Linked DNA regions of Mus musculus: region 2 is linked to region 1. The links are chromatin contacts, called in public Hi-C maps. All regions are on one chromosome and are shown on one strand. The core of a region is the stretch at or near the end of the contact, and the rest is flanking DNA. Distances in the headings are between cores, read along the strand shown.

Region 1 (5,718 bases), core at 1,415-3,914:
AGACACACAGAGAGAGGCAGGGCAAAAAGAAAGGGTTCCTAGACAAGCCTCTCCCCACATTAGCTGACTAACCATGCTGCTGCCTCTTCCCGCATGTTATTGACTATAGGTTTTCCAGTAAATTCCTAGCAACCACGGAATCTAAGCAGTTTTGACAAAAAGAAAGCTTATCGCTAAACACCTTAAAAACATTTACCAAGGTAATAAAAGAAATGTCATTTCCTCCTACGGAATGTTTGGGCATAAAAGAAGTATTTTTATAATGCAGTTCATGATTTATCATATCTATAGTGTCCCAAAAAAAAAAAAAAAAAAACCACAATGAAAAGGAAGCATTTTTCTAGCGGTTGACAAGTGTTTGAGTCAACTACTAGGTTTTCACTGCATTGGCCGCCAAGGCAATCTCTCTCTTCTAAAAGCGAGGGAGGGAGGAAGACCAGGTAATGACTGGAAGGACAAACAGTCTTTTCTAAAACTCCTTTTCTGTGCACATACAGTCACACTTCCTGTGGCTACCAGACTGTACTCGGTTTGGAGGCTGCATTCTGAACGCATTGTACAATTAAGCTTTTGCTTAACTCTCCCGTCACACTTCACGCCGGGACTCATTCATTCCTGTTATATGACAGACACTGTGTTGGGCACGCTGTGCCTGCCTTAACAGAGGAGGACGTTATCTCTGGGTGTGTTTCTACAGATTCGGTTCTCCAAAGGTTATACTACTTTGCTGTTATATTTGCTAGACAAGTCGACTCTTTATGATACTAGATACTAGAAGGTGTTCAATTACTATTCAAGAGAGCTTAGTGCCAAGGTCAATAAGAATAAAAGATTTAATCTAAATACTGGGAAATGACTACCTTGTCACCAGAAGACAGCCTAGGAGTGGGCTCCCGATCTGTTTGGCCTGCCTACTAGGAAAAGGGACAAGGTTTTTTCTACAATACCAGAAGACTGGCTATTACTTAAATGATACATAATTAATTTATTTCAAGTAAAAAAAATCCAAGGTAAAAGATGTTATGATAGCTGATATTCTAGGAAATACACGTTTAATTCTTTCTTGACAAGGGGATAATGGGTCATTTATTCTTCCTCATTTTCAAGTCCAACCTATGTGATATATATGCATTTATATATAAACACAGAAGCAGATATTTGATTTCATATTTTATTTTAGATATGCCAACACACATGGACACACACACACACCAAAAAACCAAACCAAACCAAAAAGTCTCAGGTTTTTTGCAGACCAAAGAGTCTCTCTTCCTGGCAGGGCAGACCTTTATACTGGGCTTTGCAGGATGTGATTTGACTTAACTGCTCTCATTGACACTTTTTTGAGACAAAATTTAACAGTTTTGGTGTCAGCGATGACACACGCCTTTAATCCCAGCATAGGGAAACAGAGGCAGGTGGATTTCTGTGAGTTTGCAGCCAGTCTGGTCTACAGAGCAAGATCCAGGACAGATGAGCTAAACAAGAAAACTTTACCTCAAGACGCCAAAAACAAATCAAAACAAAACAAAACACAAAACCAACCAACCAAAAAACAATCAACACAAAGCTTTACAATTATAAAACTCATACAATTTGTCAGTCATAAAACGTTTAACGTTTAACGTCTAATGACAATTGCTTCAGCATTCAAACAACCACCAAAGACAACTGAGAAATGGCAGACAGATCCTGAAGACGGAGAATGTCAAGCTGCCATCGGTTTCAGGAGGTATATATTCATAGGCCGTTGAAAAGCACTAGACACATTTTACCATGGTTTACATAAACTTAACATTAGGGCTTTCCACTTAGTCAACCACTCACAAAATATGAAAGTTGTAAGTACTTTGTATCAATTTTGGAAAAAAAATGCACTTGAAAAGATTTTAATACTGTAAACCCATTTTCATAAACCAAATGCTACCTCAATAAGCACACAATTTATATAGTAATTAATCTAATTATGATCACGGTCTTTTACACATATACTTATCAAATGGAAGCGGCTGCTACCATACTTACTATAAAATAAGTAATTTTATTGGAATTCATAGTGCCTTTTCCTTTCTTTTAAAAATTATGCACTTTGCACAGGAGAAATCAAGTTAACACTAAAATTATAATTATACATTATTTTACTCCAATCATTTTAAATGCATGTAACTTACTATGACTGAAAAGTGAGTTAATATACTAATTCAGATTGGCTGTTTTCCTACAATGATGTTTATTACTATCACCATTTCCCATACAAATATGATTTTGTGTACTTTGAGTTCAATGCCTGGCTCTCACCCTAAGAATGTGTGAGAAATCTAAAAAGCACAACCACAAATCCAGTGTTTGCGTTATCAAATGCATAGACACCATAGACAGAGCTTTGGGTTTAGATTGTCAGCTTTTATCTGGGCGCTTGGTACCATGGAAGAAACAGTCCCTGTCTTCAACTCTCTCACTGAGAAGGGGAAACCCAAAGAATTGTACAGCATCAGCTGGAGAATCTAAAATTGTTTCTCCATCAAAGAAAGCAGTCCTTGCCATGGCCCGTCGAGACTCTAGCAAGTTGCAGGCACACTTTCTTAATGAGAAACACCAGCGCCTTGGATGGTCACAACCAGATGTTGCTAAGTGACACTAGCCCGGCCCTGCTCCTGGAAACTGCTAAAGCTGAGCTGTCACCTATGTTCTTGAGCTGAGGGCGAGAGCAACCGCACGGCTACCTTCCTACACAGTTTGGTCGCGAGGGAACTCTTGTTTGACTTAATACCCAGGCTTCAGTTTAACTTTCTACTTGTCATTCTGTCTACCCAATTCCCAAGGAGAGCAGTTATTCATACAAAGACCCAGGCTGCTTTTGAGAATAATGTATACCCTGTCCTGCTGGAAACTGTGAAGAGCAAACAATTACTGCTTCGTATAATCCACTGGAGGAAAAAATCTATAAATATGCTTTGTTGATTTTGTGCCACTCAGGCCCCCTCCGACTTCTAGCATTCCCAGATTTTTCTCTACTGAATGCTATTTAGGACAAACTGGAGGAGAAATGACTCCTGGAAATTTCTGTTTATTCCTATTCTTGCTGGCTGCGCAAAAGTTGAAAAACAATATTTTTGTTTTGTTTTGTTTCTGTCTAAGCTCTTAGCCACTGAGTTATATCCCACGCCCTAGAGGTATTTTTTTTAATAGTTCTTACAAGTAACATCTTGGTCACTGTTTTAAAGTTTATAGCATGGGTCATTTTTCTTTTTGGATTCTGATTAAACTTTTGAATCTACTTTTTTACTTCCATTTTAAAAATCTTCAAACAGATACTTAATTTAAAATCACATTTTATTTTTATTTTTTATTTTTTAGCTATAACATTTGTTGTAACATGTTCACCTGTGTTTTCCATCCCAAGAACTATTCAATGCATTTATATGTTGACAAATGTACTGCATTCATTGAATTGTAGTGATATAACTGCTGTCATTCTGGCTCGTGAGTGGTAATACCAAATGAGTTATTTGTGTTCCCAAAGTTAAGAGTTTCAATTTAAAGACATATGCATATTTCTACTTACTAATTGCTCAGTGGGTCAGACAAACACAGTCAGTGTGTTAATATTTACCGTCCTCATAAGTCACGGTTTCTAGGTAATAATTTTATTTTGCAAATCCTCCTTTAAGCTGAAAACGGTTTTGAAATTTTGTCACGTGTACAGTGTAAAAAAATGTAATCAGGGATCTGAAAGCTGCAGGTATTTATCAGAACTGCAAACGAAATCTCCCCTGGAAGAGGTTAATGGAAAAAGAAATAATAGGAGGTGGAAGATAATCTGCTTCTTTGAGAAGCAGAGCTTCGCACAGCGTCCTGACTAATTCAGATAAGCAACCAACGTAGTCGTTAGGGGATATTTATGACAGCCGCGTCCGTGTGACTGCAGTGAAGCTTTAACAATGACAACGGGCTTTCCATAAAACACATCTCCAAGAAAGACAGGTAGATAGGCTGACTATCAATCACGAGGACTCGGCAATACCTCTAGACACAAGGCGCATGCGCAGTGAGAAACCCGTTGTGTATACATGCAGAAACAGCTTGCTTGTCAGAAAAGGAACACGGTAGCTAAGTAATTTCTAGTTTTAAGTCTTTGAGGTATGTGCATTCACACATCACTTGAAGCAAACAAACAACAAACACACAAACACCAGCAGTTCTCAACAGAGTTCTTCTGTGAATGTATTCTGATCTAAATCCATCTGAGGTTATAGTTAGGCTTAATTTGTGGCTTGTTATTTCTCTCATGTTCTAATTAATTGAATGAGACCCCACAGTGCGAGCGTCATGCATCTTGTAGACATTTCTCAAAAGGTTGTCAAAGGCTAGGCTCATTTTTAAAAATGGATCTATTTTTCTTTTATTTAGAGGTGTGTGTGTCTGTGTGTCTCTGGGTGTGTGTCTGTCTGTCTGTGTGTGTGTCCGTGTGTGTGCGCGTGCGTGTGTGCAGTTGCTCTAAGAGGCCCGGGAGGGTGTCAGATCCTCTAGAGTTCCATGAAGTTGTGAAAAGTCTGATGCCGGTGCTCAGCCCTGAACTTGGGTCCTCTGGAAGAGCAGCAAGCATCCTTAACTGCGGGGCTGGCTCTTCAGCCCTTGATTTTAGATTTCAAAAATTTTAAATGATGCATGTAACCACTTTCTTTTTAAGTGATTTTTGAAAGCACAAATAGAATAAAAATTACAACCAAATAGTGAAAGGGGGGGCTCTTTGTCTTATACTGGATTTGTGTAGCTTCTATTTATACTAATGGAAGTTAAACACCTGTTCTGTGAAGGAAATAGGCCCCTATCTGTGAAAATAAATATGCACAATAGATTTCCAGACACAATGCTGAAATCAAACAAGCAAGAGTGTGTGCTATACAAACACAGCATCAAGTAGCCTGCTTAAAAATATGCCTGCTTTATGTTTTTACTTCCCGAGTTACAGGCCCTGAGAGATTACTCACACTTTTGCCATTTAAATGTAGCAAAAAGTAAGGAAGATGGGGGCTGGGTAGACAAAGTCAACTTGTTGATCTCAGTGAGCTCCTACACAACCCTCTGTTTACCTCTTCACAGGTCCCTAATAAGTTGCGTCAGTGTCTGGATCTGAGCCACCTCGATCATCCTAAGGATAATTGTACGTAATAGAGACGGACACTATCTTTGGGGCTCTGAGCTGGGACTCCCAGCAGCAGCTGCACCTCAGCTGGGGTAGAGAAGGCACACGATTGTTACAACTGGTGACACCAGAGTCCCTCTGTGCAGTGGCCTTCTTACCTGGACCGAAATGGAGATGTCTCCAAAGGTGTTGATGGGAAGTTACAATGGCGAGAGAACAGTGACAGTCTGTCCCACCCTGCTTCATCTAATGAGGCAAAAATTATAGAAAACTTTCCAAAGAAATAGTATATCTTAAATTATGATGGGATGGGAATGGGGTTGGGGGGAGGTGTCATCGAACCCTACCTTGGCTTAAGCACTACACGAATGCACCATCTGAGGCTTATGGTCTTATAATTTAAGAAGTAGGTAACAGACTGATGTTGTACGCACTCTATTGAGCCACATTTCTAAAGATTTCTCTTTGTTTTTCCCAATGATCCAGGTCCAGGCCAAAATATTTTATTTCTTATTTGTTTTACCATCAATTTTCTTAGGAACAGAACAGGCCACCTAATATTCAGGGCCCAT
Region 2 (5,718 bases), core at 2,078-4,577, 420 kb before region 1:
TCTTCTTTTACCCACAGAAAGTGAGCCCATGTATACTTGTCACCTCCCCGTCTGTAGCACATCTTTAATGTTTCACGTTCTATTCCCTTCAGATAAGATGGGGATGCTTAGATATTTAAATGGTTCCAAAGCTACTGTTAAGTGAAATACTGAATGGGAAACAGATGTTCAAGAACTAAGGCAAGAAAACACTGGGAGAAGCAGCAGGAAGAAGAAGCCTTTAAAGGGTGCTGGGAGTCTGCTATTTTGTGATGGGAAATGGGTATCAAAAAAGGATGACCATGCTTCTATTTTATGGTTGCTCCAAGTCTTTCCTGTATACTACAAGAAAAGCAATTTAAGAGAGACAGGATTTACGTTAGCTCAAGCTTTAAGGTACGGTCTATCATGGTGGGCAGTGACAACAGTGGGAGCTTGAATCACATTCAAGTAGGGTCCCACCCATCACATTCCAAATCAGGGCCAGAAAGGGCTGGGTGCTACTTGCTGTTGCCCAGTTCCATTCTCCACTGACGTAGTTCAGGACCCCCTGCCTTGGGAATGGACCTGGCCACAATGAGGACGACATGTCCCATATCAACCCACTACAGTTAATATGTCTCAAAAGTTAGAATGTGCAAACCTCTAAAGCAGAACTTCTATTTCCAGGAGGTGATTCTAAGAAAATAACCAGACACATTTTTGTATACACAACAGGTAAAGACATTCAGCACAAATTGTCTATACTAATGAAGTATCCAAAACAACCCTGATTTCAATTCATGGATTCATTCTTTTTGTGGAATCCTATTGTAATAGGGAAGGGGTTTGTGAAGACTCGCCACTGCTCAGCTTCAGTTCCATTTGAACTAACTGACTACAAACAGTTATATGACTCTGTCTAAAGGTCCCTGTCTATCTTTCCCTTCCTAGGGGAAAAAAATCCAGATGAAAGTCAGCTCTAGAAATATTTACCATAAGTGACCATTAAAAGTGATCTGGGAAAAAAATGTCTAAAGCCCATTATTTTGGAAAAAAGATATTTTTGGAAAATTCATTTATTTGGACATAAGAAAATCAGTCTGGGGAAGCATGCATATGTATATATGAATTGCAAAATCTAGAAGGATTTATTTACTAAAAATCTAGTAGTACGTGTGTTTGAGTGATGGGATTATGGGTACCTAAGGCTGTTTGACTCGAGTTTAGATATAATGTGTAGCTCCATAAAACCTGGTATAACACATCAGAATTTACATGGGGAATAAACTGTTCTGACTCACTTAAACCTCTCCAAAACTGACAGATTTTATCATCTCCCTTAACAGATAAGGATCTAAGCCAGAGTTTAAGCCAATATTAGTCAATGAATAGTATCATGAAGGTCTACAAACTACAAATAACATGTCTTTTTAAAAATCTGTGCAATGAAGCAGTTTGTTTTTGTTTTTGTGTTTGTTTTTTCAATCTTAGTAAAATCTTTTCATCTCAGCAGACCAGGGTTCCTGGAGTCTTGCCATGTGAATCATAGCACAGGTCTGGGGTTACTCAAGAGACGCATTTTTAAAACAATACTCTGTGGTCTTCGGAAGAAGTTCTGAGTCTGCCTGCTGAGTATTTATGTTGGTTTTCCTTTACAGTCACTGCCTTCCTTGTTGACTCCCTCCTTTGATTTATTTCATTCTTTGTAGACAATTCCTCAAGAAGCAACTAGGTCAAAGTCTCCACCCCCATAAGTTTGCCGCTGGTGCTGGGCTCTGTGCCTGTCTCTCCTCCATCCTCCTTCCTAGACACTGATCTGCCTGGACCACAAGTTCATGTAAGAAGCCTTGTTTCATTAAACTCATCTCAGGCAGAACTTTAGATAGTTTTGCATTTCCCTGATGCTGCTCACACACTAGTGACTTTGCTTCATTATATTCTATGCTGATCTTCCCATCTGAGCGACATCTATCACTTACCAACCAAGCTTCTGACCAGCAAAGCCTGTTCTCTGCTCTCTGCTTCTCTGATGGCTCAGTGTGGCAGCCATAGTGCATCATCTGCTCAGACCCCTTCGGGTACCACTGTCAAGTAACAAAGAAGCCAAGGCTCCCTCGAGAGAGACTGAAGGATGCAGAGGCTTGGTGTTGGCCCATCCTGTGGGATACAAGACTCAAAAAAAATGCAGCTTCTCGTTTTCAGCTTGGTTCTTGTGGCTGCCAAAGCATATGGCCACAAACAGGGTGGGTTGAAACAATGGGCGAATATGCTCACAACTCTGAGACCAAGAGTGTGAACTTGAAATTCATGGCTTCATCCCAAGTCTCTGAGGGAAAAGTGTATGTTTTTTGTCTAGTTTGCTGGTGCCTGCCAGCAGTCTTTGTTGATCCTTAATTTATATTTGTATAATTGTCTTCATATGTTCCTTCTGCCTGTGTGTGTGTGTGTATGTGTGTGCTTGTGTGCTCCCTAGTACAAAGATAGATGTCATTTGATTTAGAACCCATGTAGATGATCCAAAATTATTTGATCCTAAGACCTTAGATTGAATATGCAGAGACTTTTTTTCCAAATAATGATACAGTCACAGGTCTCGGGTATATGGGGCAGAGCAGAGGTAAAAGCATTCAATCCGCTCTGCTCAGGAACTTCAGGAAAATGTGGCCAAAACTTTCCCAGGGATATGCTGTGATCAGAGACCTTCCTGGCTTCACCTGTGGCAGGTCTGAGTGCTTCCAAAGGTCCTACCTGTCCATTCGTACTATTTTTAATCTTTGTATTCCCTTAATAAATGTCTGTAAGTCTGTGTTCATCTTGGTGACTGTTCTCTTGGAGAGGGCAGGGAAGGGTGACTGGGACATACAAAATCTAATATACATTTAATTTGCTTTGTGGTTGTTTCGTCTGGTTTTTGAGACAAGGTTTCTCTGCGTAGCCCTGGCTGTCCTAGAACTCCCTCTGTAGACCAGGCTGGTCTCAAACTCAGACCTCTTCCTGCCTCTGTTTCCTGAGTGCTGGGATTAAAGAATCACTGTTACTTAATGAACACCAATGCTTGTCTTTATTCTTTCCCTCTCACTTCAGTACAGGAAGAAACTTGCTTTCCTATGTTTGTTGCTTAAGTTTTTGTCAACTTGATGCATGTTTTTTTTTGGGGGGGTGGTTAAGGAAACAGGAATTGAAAAACTGCCCCTATCTGATCGGCCTGTTGGCAGGTCTGTGGTATATTTTCTTGACTATGACTGGCTTGAGAAGGCCCCGCCACTGTGAGTGGTGCCAACTCTCGGGCAGGCAATCTGGGGTTACATAGGAGAGCAAAGTGAGCAAGCTAGTAAAAGCTCGTTCTTACTTCATTTTCACCAGTGTGTGCTGCAACATCATAGTTAATACATTACCATAAACATGAATTGACAGCCCACGAATGTGTCCATCTGAAGAGGGCAAAGACTAAAATCCATTCTTTATGACTGGAATCATAAACCATTTTTGCAGCCACAGTCGTAAATGCAGTTCAGAAAATATTAGAGCACTTCAGTTAGTAATTGCATTTGCCATTATCAAGTGCTTGGTAATACAGTACTTAGCTATTCTAAAGTCACTCAGGTATGCTAAAGAATTACACATGAATCTGGGCGAATTGCTGTATTTAGCTTTCCTCAATTATAGAGCTATGTATTGTTTGCAGGTATTTTTAACATCAAGTCCCTGAGATATGAGCATCTTACTTCGGGTTTTTTTTTTAAATTAATACTTTTGATTGACAAATTATAATTGCATACATTTATGGGATACAATGTCATGTTTTGATATATGTAAACAATGTAGTATGATTAAATCAAGGTAATTAACATATCGATCATCTCACCTATCATTTTTCTATAGTGAGAATTTTTAATTTGCTCTCCCTTTTGAAATATATAATTTATAGTTATTGTCTATAGTGGCCCTGCTCTGAAATCTTTCAAAACCCATTTCTCTGGCGCTTCTGGAATTTTCTTGCCTTGATCAGTAACTTGCCATTTCCTCCCTCCCGGACACTTCCAATTTGGTCTCTTCAAATGTATGAAAGTCCACAAGGAAGTAAGACTGTGCAATATTTAGGCATTGTACCTGCCTGTGTCACTTGGCATAATGTCATTGGCTTCAAATTTCCTGCTTTTTAAAGGCTGACTATTATTCCACTGTGTGTAAGACACGATGCATGTTACATTTTTTAAAAAATCATTGACAAATATTTTAGGGGATTTCATACCTTTGCTATTGTGAATAATTTTGCAATGAATGTGAGGATGGATATTGTATTGACTTCAGGTGTGTGTGCAAGTGTGTGTGTGTGTGTATGTGTGTGTGTGTGTGTGTGTGTGTGTGTTAGCTAGAAGGGCAATTCTAAGCCATTTGAAGGTCCCTTCTGGGAAGCCTCCTTACTGTTTTCTATAATTCCCGTAGTAATTTACAACTGCACGGAAGATGAATAAGTTCATTTCCTCTGTACCCTCCCTAGCACTTTCCACCACTCCTTTCCTTAAATATGAAAGCCACCCTTATGGTTATAAAGGTGAGATCTCATTATTGCAATCTCCCTTTCTCTAATGACAGGCAGAGTTTTTTTTAAACATTCACCCTCTATTTTATTTATTTATTTATTTACTTACTTACTTATTTATTTACTTATTTACTTATTTATTTATTTGGTTTTTGGTTTTTCAAGATAGGGTTTCTCTGTGTAGCCTTGGCTGTCCTGGAACTCACTTTGTAGACCAGGCTGACCTCGAACTCAAAAATCAACCTGACTCTGCCTCCCAAGTTCTGGGATTAAAGGAGTGTGCCACTATGCCCAGCCAAATGTTCACCCTCTATTAGATGTGTGGTCTGTTGGTATTTTCTTATATCTGTTGTCATCTCTTCACTTGACAGAACCCTTAGTTGCCCGCAGCTTTTTAGTGTGATATGGTGCAGCTCATCCAGTCCTGCTTCTCTCTTGCCTGTGTTTTCATTTTCTTTTGTTATTCTTTCAGGATCTCACTATATAGTTCAGGCTGACCTAGAATTCATGATCACCTTGCCGTTGTCTCTCAAGTGCCACCTGGTAAGTATGCACCCGCATATCCCAGCTCCACACCCATGTTGGAGAGACCACTCTTTCAGCATTATATTATTGTGCCTTTGTCAAAAACCCAATTGACTGTGAAGGCATGGATTTATTTCTCAGCATTCTACTGTACGTTACTGGTAAATGTGTCAGCTCTTAGGACAATGCCATGTTCTTTTGATCCTTATCACTTTATGATGTGAAACCAGGAAGTATGCTACCTCCATTTTTTTCTGTTTACATAGAGAGTTTTCAACATTGAGGGCATTTTATGGCTAACAGGAACTAAAGAGGTGGAATTTGCATTTATATTAAAAATATCATTGGTAAGCTAATTTTGGTGGTGTATAACTGTAGTCCCCATACTCTGGAGGTAGAAGCAGGTGGTCTGGGAGTTCAATGTCACTGTCAGCTACACAGTGATTCCAAGGCTGGTCTGAACTTCCTGAGACCAACCCATACCTCAAGAAATAAACAAGCAAGGCCAGTCATGTTTTGATTCACATCACCCTGAACATGAAGATCTTCCTGGGGGGGGGGGGGAGGGCGGGGGCAGCCATTGTCACAGCAGTGATCCTTTAGGTCCACGATATACTGTCTTTCCCCATTTTTTTGTGTGTTGTCTTCAACTTCTCTCATTAGGGTATTATAATGCTTACATATAGTGT

The links. Hi-C and Micro-C count contacts between places; a contact is called where the count stands out from the background.
Region 2: a contact with region 1 is called in a Hi-C map of uterus, with 4 times the contacts expected there. The contact joins two enhancer-like sites. A contact is called at or near these places in 2 of 484 Hi-C or Micro-C datasets (both in uterus) and 2 of 9 other capture datasets (embryonic tail and embryonic trunk).

What each region holds. Positions count from the first base shown.
Region 1 is chr6:6,014,052-6,019,769 of GRCm38.p6, reverse strand. All of the region lies in intron 16 of Dync1i1 (dynein cytoplasmic 1 intermediate chain 1), which reads right to left. Among named protein-coding and RNA genes, the nearest start is that of 1700019G24Rik, 40 kb to the right of the region's middle. Within about 2 kb of position 2,664, at least 4 of the 459 cell types and tissues checked have an H3K27ac peak or open chromatin away from gene starts, as enhancers often do. A contact at or near this core is called in uterus, where this site is marked.
Region 2 is chr6:6,430,975-6,436,692 of GRCm38.p6, reverse strand. No RefSeq gene overlaps it. Among named protein-coding and RNA genes, the nearest start is that of Gm52888, 44 kb to the right of the region's middle. Within about 2 kb of position 3,327, at least 7 of the 459 cell types and tissues checked have an H3K27ac peak or open chromatin away from gene starts, as enhancers often do. A contact at or near this core is called in uterus, where this site is marked.